Regions from separate parts of the Mus musculus genome. Here all the other regions are linked to region 2. A link is a contact called in public HiChIP or PLAC-seq data. All regions are on one chromosome and are shown on one strand. Each heading gives the region's core, a stretch centred on a gene start, on an enhancer-like site or on the middle of the called end of the contact. The rest is flanking DNA. Distances are from core to core; before and after follow the strand shown.

The links. HiChIP or PLAC-seq counts read pairs in DNA pulled down with a chosen protein or histone mark.
Region 1: an H3K4me3 HiChIP or PLAC-seq map of the SCID.adh cell line shows a contact between it and region 2, with 15 read pairs. The contact joins the promoter of Lipt2 here to the promoter of Ucp2 in region 2. A contact is called at or near these places in 1 of 484 Hi-C or Micro-C datasets (embryonic stem cells), 5 of 115 datasets of contacts at active chromatin or transcription factors (the SCID.adh cell line, embryonic stem cells, extraembryonic endoderm stem cells and 2 more) and 1 of 9 other capture datasets (pancreatic islet).
Region 3: a contact with region 2 is called in an H3K4me3 HiChIP or PLAC-seq map of bone marrow-derived macrophages, with 3 times the contacts expected there. The contact joins the enhancer-like site here to the promoter of Ucp2 in region 2. A contact is called at or near these places in 2 of 39 promoter capture datasets (the HPC-7 cell line, HPC-7-derived erythroid cells and embryonic stem cells), 3 of 484 Hi-C or Micro-C datasets (CD8 T cells and natural killer cells), 13 of 115 datasets of contacts at active chromatin or transcription factors (the 230-238 cell line, acute myeloid leukemia, bone marrow-derived dendritic cells and 10 more) and 2 of 9 other capture datasets (adipose tissue and pancreatic islet).
Region 4: an H3K4me3 HiChIP or PLAC-seq map of pro-B cells shows a contact between it and region 2, with 3 times the contacts expected there. The contact joins the enhancer-like site here to the promoter of Ucp2 in region 2. A contact is called at or near these places in 3 of 39 promoter capture datasets (the C10 cell line and liver), 1 of 15 datasets of contacts at CTCF or cohesin (large pre-B cells), 8 of 115 datasets of contacts at active chromatin or transcription factors (acute myeloid leukemia, embryonic basal ganglia, embryonic forebrain and 5 more) and 2 of 9 other capture datasets (adipose tissue and pancreatic islet).

The regions. Positions count from the first base shown.
Region 1 is chr7:100,157,935-100,161,013 of GRCm38.p6, forward strand. It overlaps Lipt2 (lipoyl(octanoyl) transferase 2 (putative)), which reads left to right and starts at 1,343. Exons shown (of 2, transcript NM_026010.2): 1 at 1,343-1,813; 2 at 2,240-2,997. The coding sequence starts at 1,348. The coding sequence ends at 2,469. It overlaps Gm51452 (a long non-coding RNA gene), which reads right to left and starts at 2,242. Exons shown (of 2, transcript XR_003946658.1): 1 at 2,161-2,242; 2 at 1-197.
Region 2 is chr7:100,491,227-100,494,628 of GRCm38.p6, forward strand. It overlaps Ucp2 (uncoupling protein 2 (mitochondrial, proton carrier)), which reads left to right and starts at 2,132. Exons shown (of 8, transcript NM_011671.5): 1 at 2,132-2,239; 2 at 2,988-3,149.
Region 3 is chr7:100,843,836-100,846,905 of GRCm38.p6, forward strand. Relt (RELT tumor necrosis factor receptor) reads right to left here. Exons shown (of 11, transcript NM_177073.6): 11 at 2,013-3,070. Among named protein-coding and RNA genes, the nearest start is that of Relt, 18 kb to the right of the region's middle. Within about 2 kb of position 1,721, at least 128 of the 459 cell types and tissues checked have an H3K27ac peak or open chromatin away from gene starts, as enhancers often do. A contact at or near this core is called in the 230-238 cell line, CD8 T cells, the HPC-7 cell line and 7 more, where this site is marked.
Region 4 is chr7:100,893,101-100,896,337 of GRCm38.p6, forward strand. All of the region lies in intron 1 of Arhgef17 (Rho guanine nucleotide exchange factor (GEF) 17), which reads right to left. Among named protein-coding and RNA genes, the nearest start is that of Mir3102, 12 kb to the left of the region's middle. Within about 2 kb of position 1,656, at least 124 of the 459 cell types and tissues checked have an H3K27ac peak or open chromatin away from gene starts, as enhancers often do. A contact at or near this core is called in embryonic basal ganglia, forebrain, pancreatic islet and 1 more, where this site is marked.

The DNA.
Region 1 (3,079 bases), core at 93-2,592, 330 kb before region 2:
TGCTTCCTGGCCCACCCACACTCAGTGTTACTGGAGCTATTAACAGTCAAAGTCCATCCCAGCACGTAGGAGGCAGAGGCAGGAGGATCTTCTGTGATGGAGGAGGGAGGGGAGAACCTGCATGGCAGAGGTGGAGGGGTTCAGAGAGTGAGAAAGTCCACAGTGCAACGATGTAGGCTCAGGCTTTAGGCCGATATCTGAAAAGGAAATAAAGAAAAGGGGAAAAAATTAGTGGTCAGTGCAGATCTGAGATTATGTCCCAGGTTAGAATACCACACCAGAGACACACAGTGTGGTTAGAAACAGGGGCTGGTTATTAAAAAAAGAAAAACACTCCCAAGAATGGGCGTGAGCTAGTGGGCTAAGTAAAAGCCTTGGGGACTGAGGGCTCAGGACCCTTTATAAGACTTTGATAAGACATCTACCTCTCCAAATTGTAGTTCTGGGGACTTTTCTGGCACATTCTCTGTTGTATAAAGCTCAGGTCAGGAAGGGTTTCTGGGCCAATTAATCACAATTAATCTTGATATTCTGGCTTCCCGTCCCCTGTCCTTCCCTCGGCTTCTGGGACTGGGTTGTATGATGACTCAAGCTGGAGCTCCCTTCAGAGATCAGGGCTTCATAATGGAAGCAACTCCTACAAAGGTAACGGTGCCTTCCCAGGAGTAGCTTGTTTTTGTGACCCATCTATGTAGGATGTCCCATTTGCTTTAATCTAGAATAATTCTAATGGGTCAGGCCAGACTCGGAGCATTCCTGGGGGATAGCTAAGGAAAGAATCTAATGCAACTATTTCTCTGCTCAACTACAGCTTCTGCCTAATCCTGTTTCTTTCAAGTCTTATATATCTTGAAGTACCTGCTACGTCCCACACCGATCCACAATAAACCTCTTTGCACACTAGTCTCCCTTTCAGTTTTCGAGGAACTCAACATATTACTGAATTCTGTTTTTCTTTCCATCATTGAGGAAAATACGTAATAAATAAATTAATTAAATTAAAAAAAAGAATTTACATGGTGAAACAGAAAGACAATTTCTGAATATTGTCAAAAAAAAAAACTTTAATATTAGCTTGTCAGCTGTGAACACCTAAGCTTCCAGGGTTGGATCTTCGTTTCTCAAATACTCTACACTGCACGGTCCAAGTTCCTGCAGAACACAGAACATACTAAAAAATGATTATTGGAATGAATGGGTGGTTAAGACCAATCCTGCCTGGACTTCGGGTCACACAGGTAGGCGGGAACTGAAGCTCCACTCGGGCTGAAGCTCAGGGGCGTGGCCCAGAGTCCCCGCCCCGAGACCCGCCAGAAGGCGTGGCCCACGCACGCCGCCTCCCGCGCGATGTCGCTGCCTGTGGTCCGGCTCGTTTGGCTTGGTCGGGTGCACTACTCGGAGCTGCTGGCGTTGCAGGAGCATTGGCTACGGCGGCTACAGGCAGACCCTCGCCCTGGGACCCTGTCGGGGACCAAAGCGGGTGTGCTCTTGGTCTGCGAGCCAGCGGGGCCCGTATACACGGGCGGGCTACGCGGTGGCCTGACACCCGAGGAGACTACGCGGCTGAGGGCCTTGGGCGCCGAGGTGCGCGCCACCGGCCGCGGCGGCCTGGCCACTTTCCACGGCCCGGGCCAGTTGCTCTGCCACCCGGTGCTTGACTTGCGGCTCCTAGGCCTGCGCCTGCGCACCCACGTGGCGGCGCTGGAGGCGTGCGCCGTGCGACTGTGCGAACTTCGGGGCCTGCAGGGCGCCCGCGCGCGGCCGCCGCCCTACACTGGCGTCTGGCTGGGGGAGCGCAAGATCTGCGCGATCGGTGAGCGCGCCGGGGCGGGACCGGGGCGGAGCCTGGGCAGGGCTAACATCGGGGAGCGCTGGGCTGGACATGAACTCTGGGCATGAGCCACTGACCTCCCTCATGGAGCTGAGACAAAAGAGTCCTCTAGTTCAGTATGAATTGCCAGGTTTCTTCCTGTGACTCATAACGGGAGACAGGATGCCAAAATTTAAAACTTCCAATGCAAACGCAATTCTTGTGTTAAACGAATCTCGAAAATAAGGGCAGCTGATGTGTAACCACAGCCCCCACCGCCATTGACTTAGCCCCCAGATCCAGTCAGTGTTCCATCCAAGTTTCAAGGGATTGTGCCCAGGCCTCCTTACCTTTCAGCCCCAGAGGGATCCTGAGGCTCCCAAAGAAGGGAAGTATAACTATGCTAAGATATTTTGGCTTGTCTTGCAGGAGTCCGCTGTGGAAGACACATCACGTCCCACGGCTTGGCTCTGAACTGTTCAACCGACCTCACATGGTTTGAGCACATTGTGCCTTGTGGACTGGTTGGAACTGGAGTCACTTCCCTGAGTGAGGCGCTTCAAAGACTTGTCACTGTGGATGAAGTAATGCCATCATTCCTTGTGGCATTCAAGGAGACTTTCAAGTGCACGTTAATCTCTGAGGACAGCCCCAGCTGAAGGACATTCATTCACCTTATCCTTGGGATGATGGTTCTACAATAGAAAGCTTCTAGTCTGACTGAGTCCCCAGAACTACTCTGATTCACTGACCATGACAGGCCCTGAGCAATTGCTAGTCTGACTGAGTCCCCAGAACTACTCTGATTCACTGACCATGACAGGCCCTGAGCAATTGCTCCCTGTATCTCCTCACCTACCTCAGACGACATTATGAAAATACTATGAAAAGTCACAGGCTACCTAAAGCATCCCCATGACCATTAACACCTGTTAATGGAGACACTCCAGTGTTATTATCAACTGCCATTTCCTAATTACTTGCTACTTTTTCAGTGCTAACAGCAATTGTATCAGTTGTATCTAACAGCAGTTTTGACTCTTAGGTTTTTTGAGTTCTGTGGGAACCAAATCTCTGTGAGGCCCAGGGAAGTGATAAAGTTACTCTTCTCAGGAGACCTGGGTCTTTCTTCAGTAAAGGAGAAAGCCTCTTCAAAAAAATAAAATAAAATAGTTTTGCCTTTCTGGGTTGAATGTCTCAAGTTTGATAATTTACCTATTTTTGCTTGAGGTCAACAGAGATGGGTTAGAGGCTTCATAAAGACAAGGT
Region 2 (3,402 bases), core at 882-3,381:
AGCTGTCACACAGAGAAACCCTGTCTCAGAAAATAATAATTACAATTATTATTATTTCTTTTAAATATTACATTATATTAAATAATTTATAAGTTATTTTTCAGTAGTGGTATATGCAGTGTAGTATACTGAATAGAGTTTTAGCCATCCCCATAATAATTCACACATTCATCTATGAGAAAATGCATCTTTTAATTCTTTTTTTTAGATTTATTTATTTTATATATGTGAGTATACTGCTACTCTCTTCTGACACACCAGAAGAGGGCATCAAATCCCATTACAGATGATTGTGGAAAAGCAGTCAGTGCTCTTAACCATTGAGCTGTCTCTAGCCCCACATCTTTTAATTCTTATTTGACCAATTTTTAAAAAAGATTTATTTATTTTATGTATATGAGTACAGTGTAGCTGTACAGATGGTTGTGAGCTATCACATGGTTGCTGGGAACTGAACTCAGGACCTCTGCTTACTCCGGCTCCACTCGCTCCGAGTCCAAAAATTTATTTATAACTATATATAAGTACACTGTAGAAACACCAGAAGAGGGTGTCAGCTCTCATTCTGGATGGTTGTGAGCCACCATGTGGTTGCTGGGATTTGAACTCAGGACCTTCGAAAGAGCAATCAGTGCTCTTACCCACGGAGCCATCTCACCAGCCCCTTCACCAATTTTTTAAAAGAGTGGTTTATTGGGTGCATTGCGAGTGAGCAATGGGCAGAGTAGAGTACTGTCAGCTTTGTAAGATCACCACCAGCTATGTTGGGATCACTATCCACCCACCAGCTATGGGGTTTTGCCACTTGATAGTGAAGGTTTATTTTATCTAGTCTTGTTTAAAGTAAGCCAGCTGGCTAATAAAGCCACACTGGGTGTTCAGGATCCTTTCCTGGGTACGTTTTTAAGCACAAAACCCATGTTTTAGGGTGACATACTTCAGCTAACAAAACAAGTTAGCCAGTAGTGGAACCACAGAAGCCAAAAGGTAAGATCAGTACATTTAGAGATTTTTCCAGAACGATGGACATTGATGGTTCTGTCTGTGTGCTGAGTTTTACAGTTGAATGGTACTTCCATCATGGAGTCAGATGTGCTAAGGTCTGGGGTCCTATTAAGGTCTGGGGCCTCTCACACTTTCTTGTTCTGGAAAATAATGGTTAATGATGACCTGGAAAGATTATCGTTAGGTGCCTGCGCCGCCTACCTGATGCATAGTAATTGCTTTCCACAAACGTTCACCCAGCCCCCTCCTCCCACTGCACTTTCCACAGCAGCCCAAACCTACTTGAGCTTCTATTATAGTATATTCGGACCCCTGGTCCCCGGCTTCCTGCTCTTGGGCGCCTAATTCCTAGGCAAGCAAAAAGGGTTCCACGCCCTGATCTAATCTCTTAAAACTCCGGGGCTAAGGAGGATAAAAACAAAAGAAGAAACCGACGGAGAGTACCAAAGCTTGAACACAAATTGAGGCAAATTGAGACCTGCTTCCTACCCCCACAATGCACGTTAGTCCCCGACACAGGGCCCAAGTATTGCTTTCACGTCCCCCACTCCTACGTGGCCATTATCTCGCTGAGGTCCCGTCCACCTGCTGAGTTTGTCCTCGCTGGGCTGGAGTGCAACAGGCGAGGCTCTGCCCTGCCCTCTTCCTTGCGGGGCGCCAGCCTGGCTGCACTCGGTGCAGAGGGGAGGGGAGGCCAGGTGTTCTCGCCCCACTCCAGCCGTTAGGTGCCAGTGTCCCCCGGGACCTGACTGGGAGCGGCAGAAGGCGGGAACGCCAGCCTTGCCCCGTCACCACACCCGGGTTTGTTCCGGTCCCCGAAGCCCGCGCTCCGCCCGGTCCCCAGGTGCCTTGCAGGGAGGGGGAGGGGAGACTTGAAGGGGTAAGGGGTCGCGATCCAGAGCAGCTGGCCAGTCAGTCTGCCTGTCCTCACAAAGAGATTGTCTGCCCCGGGAATAGAAGGGGAAGATCTGAGACTGGAGCCTCTGGGGGGACCTAGGGGTTTCAGGCAACCACAGATGGAAACGCCTCCTCACCCGGGGGCGTGGGCCGCCCTGGCTCCGCCTCGTCACGCCACGCCCCGACCACGCCCTCTAGACTTAAGTTCTGTAGGCGCGGGTTCGCAGCTACTGTCAGTTCCGCCCTCGGTGTCGTCGGGTCGCCAGCTTCCTGGGCAGCCACCACTCTCCCGCCGTCGGACACAGCCTTCTGCACTCCTGTGTTCTCCTGCGGTCCGGTGAGCGTGCCCCATCCCTTCGCTGGCCGCACCTGCTCTCTCCCACTCCATCTGTCTTTTCTCTTTCTTTTCCCTTCCCTGGAGTCCTAATTTGCCCTCTCTAGGTTTCTTTCCTCCTAAATACGCCCTTTGTTATTTGCCTCTGACGTCCAGTTGGTCGAAGGTTAAAACCTTCATCTCTTTACTTCTTCCCCTCAGCCTCGATGTTCCCAGCCTGACCCGGGCGGGGTGGGGGAAGGGGCTTTCACGTCAGCGAAGATCAGAATGACTGTCACCAGGAGGCTCTGGGCCATGTGCCCTAAAGCCTGTTCTTGTATCAAGGGTTGTTTGTGCCTGGAGGAGCCTTGGAGTTTGTTTGGCCTTTGTTACACTATCTTATGTGGCTGCCTGCCGGAGGTGGAAGTAGGGACACAGGGAGACTGGACCTGCCTTATCCTGATTCAACACAAATAGATATAATGCTCCACTCAACAGTTTTGTGACTGTATCCCCCAGGCACAGCACAGCTGCCTGTCTACATAACTGTCTGAGAAACAAATTTGGAAGTGAGCCAACGTGTGGGAGTAAAGACTCCTGAGTTCTTCCCCTAGACCCTGGCTGCTCTGAGTGAGAACTGAGCCTTGCATGGGTCCCTCCCAGCAAGGCTGTCTGAAAGGACTTGTGTGACAGATGACCCTTCCTTGCAGGGCGGTGGTCCTGCAAAGACAATCTTCCTTTCTAAACTTGGCTTCCTTCCTCTCCCCCACAGGACACAATAGTATGAACTTTAAGTGTTTCGTCTCCCAGCCATTTTCTATGGAAAATCGAGGGGATCGGGCCATGGTAGCCACCGGCAGCTTTGAAGAACGAGACACCTTTAGAGAAGCTTGACCTTGGAGGCCTCAGCCTGAGACCTCAAAGCAGCCTCCAGGTAAGGAGTCCCGGCTAAGGAAGCCTTCTCTCAGGCCTGGGGCCTAGGGCTGCTCAGCAAGACAATAAAAATTCCCCTCCTCCCACCCTGATGAGAGCCTCTTCACAGCTCAGCAATCCCCTTCTTCATCCCTGATCACCTTCTGGCCCGTAAAGATGGCGGACCCCAGTGTATAAGGGGAGAACCTGAGTGGGGTGGGGACTGGTTCCAGGTGGCCTTGGCAGTCAACAGCAGAGCTGGGGCAGAAGCTTAT
Region 3 (3,070 bases), core at 471-2,970, 350 kb after region 2:
CCCAAAAGTGATCACTCCAGAAGTTGAAGTTAGGTATGTGTCCCTGTGGTTAGTCAACTCAGTTGCATTAGTTCAATAATGTTTTAAGACTTTCCAAGGATGGGGCTCCAGCACAGAGGCAGCAGGTTTGCATAGCTTGATAAGGCCCTGAGTCCCATCCCTAACCCTCCATGGGGCGTGTATTGCCAGAGGCCACCTGCTGGACCAGTGCTCCTTTAGGCTGTGCTACAGTGGAAAGTGTTACACCAAGCCTCACTTCCCCTCCTGACATCCTCCCAGCCTTTCGTTCTGACCATGATCCATTGTGGGCCTGATTAAGGGAGGAGAGGATACCTTATCTGAGACAGGATAGAACATCTTAGGCTCATTTCTATGTCACAATGGCAGGGCTATTTTCTAGAAGTGGGCAGAGAGCTAGAGATTGGACCCTACTTGTTCTTCCCTCCAACTCCCACCTCCACCCACTGAAAAGAGCTGCAGGGATTTGTAGGAACGTTTCCAAGGGAAGGTGAGGCTGTGGAGACCAAAAATATCACACACCTGCATCATATCTTTGATGTTGGGAGGTTAATGACACAAGAAGCAAATGAAACAAGCCATTCTCTCAGCAAGCAGGAGCAGGGTAGAGAAGTGCTTATAGTGAGAGAGATCTCCTAACCAGCCTGGAAGCCTGAACATGGTGTCTCCACCCTGCGGATATCTGAATGTGTCTCTAATCTAGCTTTCCCAGAGAATGGCTGGGATGCCACCTCCTGCCTCACTCTCCAGGACACACTCTTATCTTCACGTGCCACCCAATTGGCTGTTATCCAAATCCTAAGTACTAAGTGGGGTCCATGAGTTGGCTGGCTGAAGGGATAGGCAAATTAGAATAGCCAAACCCTGAGATACATGAAGTAAATGGATGCCAAATGTGCTGCATCCTGCAGCCATAGGGATCATTTCCTTGGACACACAGGAGACCCTGTCTACTCCCAGTTCACAAAAGTCCCAGAGTATCCTATACCCAAAGGATGTGGGAAGAAGCAGGGATATGTGGGCTTTTAAAATGTCTGCCCATTTGTTAACAGTGGCTTTTTTTCTTCCCTCCTTTCCTGCCACTGCTAGGCCAGCCACCTACCTTGGTTTCTGCCCAGATTTCTGTCCTCAGTGAAGCCACCTGGTCTCCTCTTACAGGCTAGGCTTCCACTACTAGCTCCAGTAGTGTTTGCATGTGTCACTCCTTCCCATGTTAAATAGTGTACCACACACTGACAAAACCCTAACTTAAGGTCCCACTGGCCATGGCAACTTTGGTATGGGATGGTGTCTCCTGATTTACCTGGTATTGGTCCAGCTCTCACCACATCCCTTAGGAAACTCACAAAGACCCTGTCCATTCCCTGGGGCATGACAGCCTTCCTAGCCTCTCAGCCAACTTTCCCCAAATTCTACATCCATTCTTGGCCACCAGGACCCTGATGGCTTCTTACTGCAGGCCCTGGGATCTGCCCTAAAACATGGACCCTCTCTGCCTAGTTGTAAATGCCCATCTGAGTGTAAGATATTCTTGTCACTCAGATCTGTCTCCTAAGAGCTCCAGGGCTTCATATCAAAACACCTTGGACACCATTAGGTGTTCCCTATCTCACATCCCAGAAGGAGTTCCAGCAGGTCTGCCCTAGGAATCTCTTGGGTCCTTCTGTTTCCCTGTTACTTGTTACCCAGACAGCTATAACAACTTCCTGTTCTGGGTGTTTCTGCTTTGCATTGTGACCAAACAGGCCGAGGCTTTGCCTCTTCCTAACCACTGTGAGGCCCCTCCAGCCACTTCCTGGTCTGTCCTTTGCACATGTTGTCCCCATCTCATGGATCACACCCCTCCCACACTGTGAGCTTCTGTGTAACTGCTGCTTCCTCTCCAGCTGTGGCCACTCCCACTCACCACATGCTTCTTGTGCCCTTGAAATAATTAGTTCATGTCAACACATGTAAAATACATAAGATTCTAAACAGAAAAAAAGCTCGTTCATAATTTTCATAATGATTTTATATTGCAATGAAAATATTCTGGATATACTTGGTTAAAAATACTAAGTTTACCCTTTTTTAGACAACTTTTTGGAATGACTATGGGAACACATTCAATCACACATATGGCTCAGCCTGTATTTCTATTGGGGAACCTGGCCTCTGGGGACCTCGGTGAGGATGAGACGAGGAGCCACCTCTGCCTATTTCCCTGGTTTCAGAGGAAGGTGCTGATGAGGGGGAGGACGATGTGTGCACACCTGGCAGGGCCCTGGAGGTGAGCAGTTTTCAGAGAGGATACGGGGAAAGGAAGCACCTCATGACGACATTTTCCACCTTTTATTACTCAAGTGTGTGGGGCTGGAGATGTAGGGGCAGGGCAACAGCAGGTTTCAATAAATAAGAAATGGGATGGGCAGTGGGCCCCGCGCCTGCACGGCCCCACATAAATAACGAGGCACTGAGCCAGAGCAGAGACTAAGACAGGCTGGATTGGCAGTCACCCCTGCTACCCAAAACTCAGGCAGATACTGTACCACAGGGGCATTGAAAACCACAGGCCACAGGCACTCCCTAGCCTGCCTGTCTCCTCTTCCCACAGCTCCAGAGCTTGAGGGCAGCAGGGTGGACTGAGGCTCTGCACCAGAGAGCCCTGTCCAAGTCAAGTCATTTTTCAGTTTCATTAAAAATAGCAGGGTAGGGGCAGGCACATGCATTAAACCCCTTCTGAAGGCATCACCATAATAGACAGTCCCATGGGAGCCATGAAGGCCAAGGCCCAGGAAGCAGCAAAAACAGGCCAGATAAAGCTACTAATGGGAGGGTAGCAAAGTCAAGCTCCCCCCAACAGGACTCAGCCCAGAATCTGCAAAGAGCTGGAGAGGTCCTGGGAACTGAGTTCTCCTCCCCTACGTACCTAGGGATAAGCCCAGGATTGGAACCCAGGTACTCTGCCACCAGTACAGGGCTCTTTGCTACCCCTTCCCTCTATAGGGCCTGCCAGAAGAGAGGGAGTCACATCCAGGGTCCAGGACATGGGCAAGAGTGGCTAGTTCCCAAG
Region 4 (3,237 bases), core at 406-2,905, 400 kb after region 2:
TGTTCTGCAGTGGGGAGCAGGGAGGTGCCCCCCACACACAGCGACCCTAGCTGTCCCTTCTCATTCCACTTCCCTGAGACTTCACTGGAGGTTTTCTGACCGACAGGAGAGCCAGACCAGGCTTTGGGCCACACTGCTACTGTCCCCTGCCCACACTCACTGGCCAGCCACCCCCAACCTGGGTCATGGTCAGAGAAGTTTCCTGAGGGGGAGGGCTGGCACTGAGCCGGTTGGCCGGGAGACTGGGGGTAGAGGGAGCTGACGCTGCAATGCAGCCGCCTCTCCCGGCCTCCTCCCCACTGCAAAGCACAGTGGGCTGTCATTCAGCTGTCAGGTAACGCACAGAAAACAAGGCCAGCTCCTTGTCACTGCGTGGAGCACCCTCTGCACGTGTCCGGACACGGGAGCAGTGCAGGGGGGCGGGGGACAGGGGAAGCAGGAGATGGAGGGACAAAGCAGCTGTCAACCAGATCGGCAGGCCCACCTGTTCCAGGCTGGCCAGCCCTTCAGCCTGCTTCCCTCGGGATCCCCTAACCCTTCAGTAGCCACAGACAGGACCCTGGCATGGGGACCAAGGGGGCCCGTGGGAAGGTGGACACGGCAGGAACTTGGTAAGGGGGACTCTCCTGTCATTAAACCCAAAGACAGCGTGAAGAAAGATTCATAGAGAGGCTATGAAGGCCAGATGCCCCACATCAAGACAAAAATGAAGCCTAGTTATCCAGCTGCGAGGTAGGCCCTTTTGCCCAGACTCCTGGAGCATTGGAGACACGTATGCAAAACACAGTACAGTACCCGGATTAGGCCTAGTCCCCATTGTGCCCATAGCACGGAACAGAGTCAGGGCCCAGACAAACACAAAAACAAGGCAGCATCCCTGGTCCCAGCCTCCTCCAGTTTCCAGAAAGGCCACTGGAGGCAGAGATGGGGACAGGCCCCAGGGTCCCAGTGGCAAAGTGGTGGTGCAGTTGGGGCCCTTCAACCCTGAGGGAGGTTGTAAATCTGGCTTTCCTGGGGACCCAAGGTGTCCCAGGAACAAATCTGCTTTCACCTGACCCATTTGACAAGAGAGTACTGTCTTGGGCCTTGACCCTGCCAACCCAACTAGTGCAGCCAGAGTTGGCTGTGCCGGTTGGCCATGGGGAGGAGGCTCATCAATCTCTCTGCCTACATCTGAGGTCAGCTCTCCTCAACCCGGGCACTGACAGGCAGGCAGGTCCTGGTTTCTGAGCTAAGTTCCAGGCCCTGTTCTCCAGCATCGGCCTACGCTACCCCATCTCCTGGGTCTGCAGCATCCTAGGCCAAGACCCAAGTTCCCGGCTGCCCCTCCCCCTCCCAGTACCTGGGCCTCCCCCGGCTCCTCCGCGGTGTCAGAGCCCCCGTCCCCGCCCCCGGCGGACTCCCCGGAGGCGGCGGCCGAGCCCAGATCGCGCATGTCTTCCAGCGCGATGGTGAACTGGGCCAGGGTCTTCACCATCTGAAGCATGCGGCCGGGCTGCCGCCGGGGCGGGTACTGCGCAGAGTCGGAGGGCCCCCTCCCACCCGCGCTCCTCGGGGGCCTTAGCCCCGCCGCGGTGGTGGTGGCGGCTTGAGTAGCAGCGTCAGTGAGGGCGCAGCCCGCGGTGGCGCTGCGGCCTCCTCCGCGCAGGGAGTGCGCGCGGCGTCGCAGGGGGAGAGTCCCGCCCTCTGCGCGCCGCCCCTTCTCCCGCAACAGGCTCAGTGCCTCGGGACCTCGCACCCCCGCCTCAGGACACAAGTCACACACACTCGCGGATAAAGACGCGTCCACAGTGTATCTAGTGCGCACACACAGATCTACACCCAGGAGCCATGGATGAATAGAGCTGGCATAGAACAGGCCCGGGGGGGGGGGGGTAGGGTAGGGTCAAGTGCACTCTCACATACAGATCCCCAATTCCTGACACCCAGGAGCCTGACCCACCATCTTTCACAATAATGCGACTTTCTTGATCAACAACTGCAGTGTGGCAGACGCAGGCACCGTTCCATGTAGGTATCAAATACGGGATGGCTGAAAACCTCACTGGCCCCAGCCAGTGAGAGAGGGATTTGAGTGTGATAGAGAGAGGCTGTCACACAAATCACCCACATTAAGTCACCCCTATCCCTACCACCATCTCCCCCAGGTGTTCTCTACCTGGCTCCAGTCCTGTTCCCTTCCAGTGCCTCTCCCCAAGACCCTCACTGGGAAAGCCCCACCCCCACCCCCAAATCTGCCCTCCACCAACTTCCTGGCTTTTGTTTAAATGTGATCCTCCATCTTCTGGCTCCTTCCACAAATGCCAGGACGAGGCTAGAATCTACTCCAGGGTCCATTTAAGTAGGACTGGGGTGTGGTGAGAAACAACTTTGACACCAAATCCCACTGGGCACCAGGAAGGGGGTCCATACTGTGTCTTACTCCTCACTAGCTCCACCTCCTTCAACATTGTGGGTTCCCACACTCACCAAGCTTGCATCTGACTCCCTCTCTCCAACCCGTTCTCTCTGGATTTCCTGAGCAGTTAATGAACCTCGATCACACAAGCTAGGCTCACCCTTGTTCCCACTCCTACACACTTCTTTGTTTCACCCTAGCCAACTCTCTGTGTCTAGAAAAGTCACCTCTCCCTTGCCTGGGGGCCTTGACCTAAGCCCGTTCCCTCTCCTTAGCAACCAATGTCTTCACTCAACTGCTCTACACAATGTCACCTCTTCTAGGAAGCCCTCCGGTCTTCGAGGTAGGTGTTATGTGCCTGTTCTGTGTTCTCCAAGATCTTCAGTTTTCTTATCTTAACCACAGATAGTCTGTAATAATGGATTGATGCCCACCTTCACCCAGGAGACTGCTGGCTCCCTGAGGTAAGGGTTCTTGGTAAGCCAAGGCACTGAACACACGTAACAGACGGTTGGTCTCAATAGCTTTGCTTTTCCCCTTGGCCAGTCAGCATGGGTACATTTCTGAGCATCTTTTCAGTGTGGAGGTCCCTGCATCCCTCTATCCAGCCCTGCTTCATTAGCCCAGACTCCACACCCCATTCTAAGGAACTTAAAAAAAAATACTTGCATATTTTTAATCTACATGTATGAGTGTGTTGCCTGCATGTATACCTGCTTGGTGTCTATGGAGACCGGAAGAGGGTGTTGGACCCTGGCACCCATACCAGGGACCCCCCCCACCCAAGGTCTCATGTAGCCTAAGGGCCATGTAGTGGAGGAGGACCCTGAACTGACTCC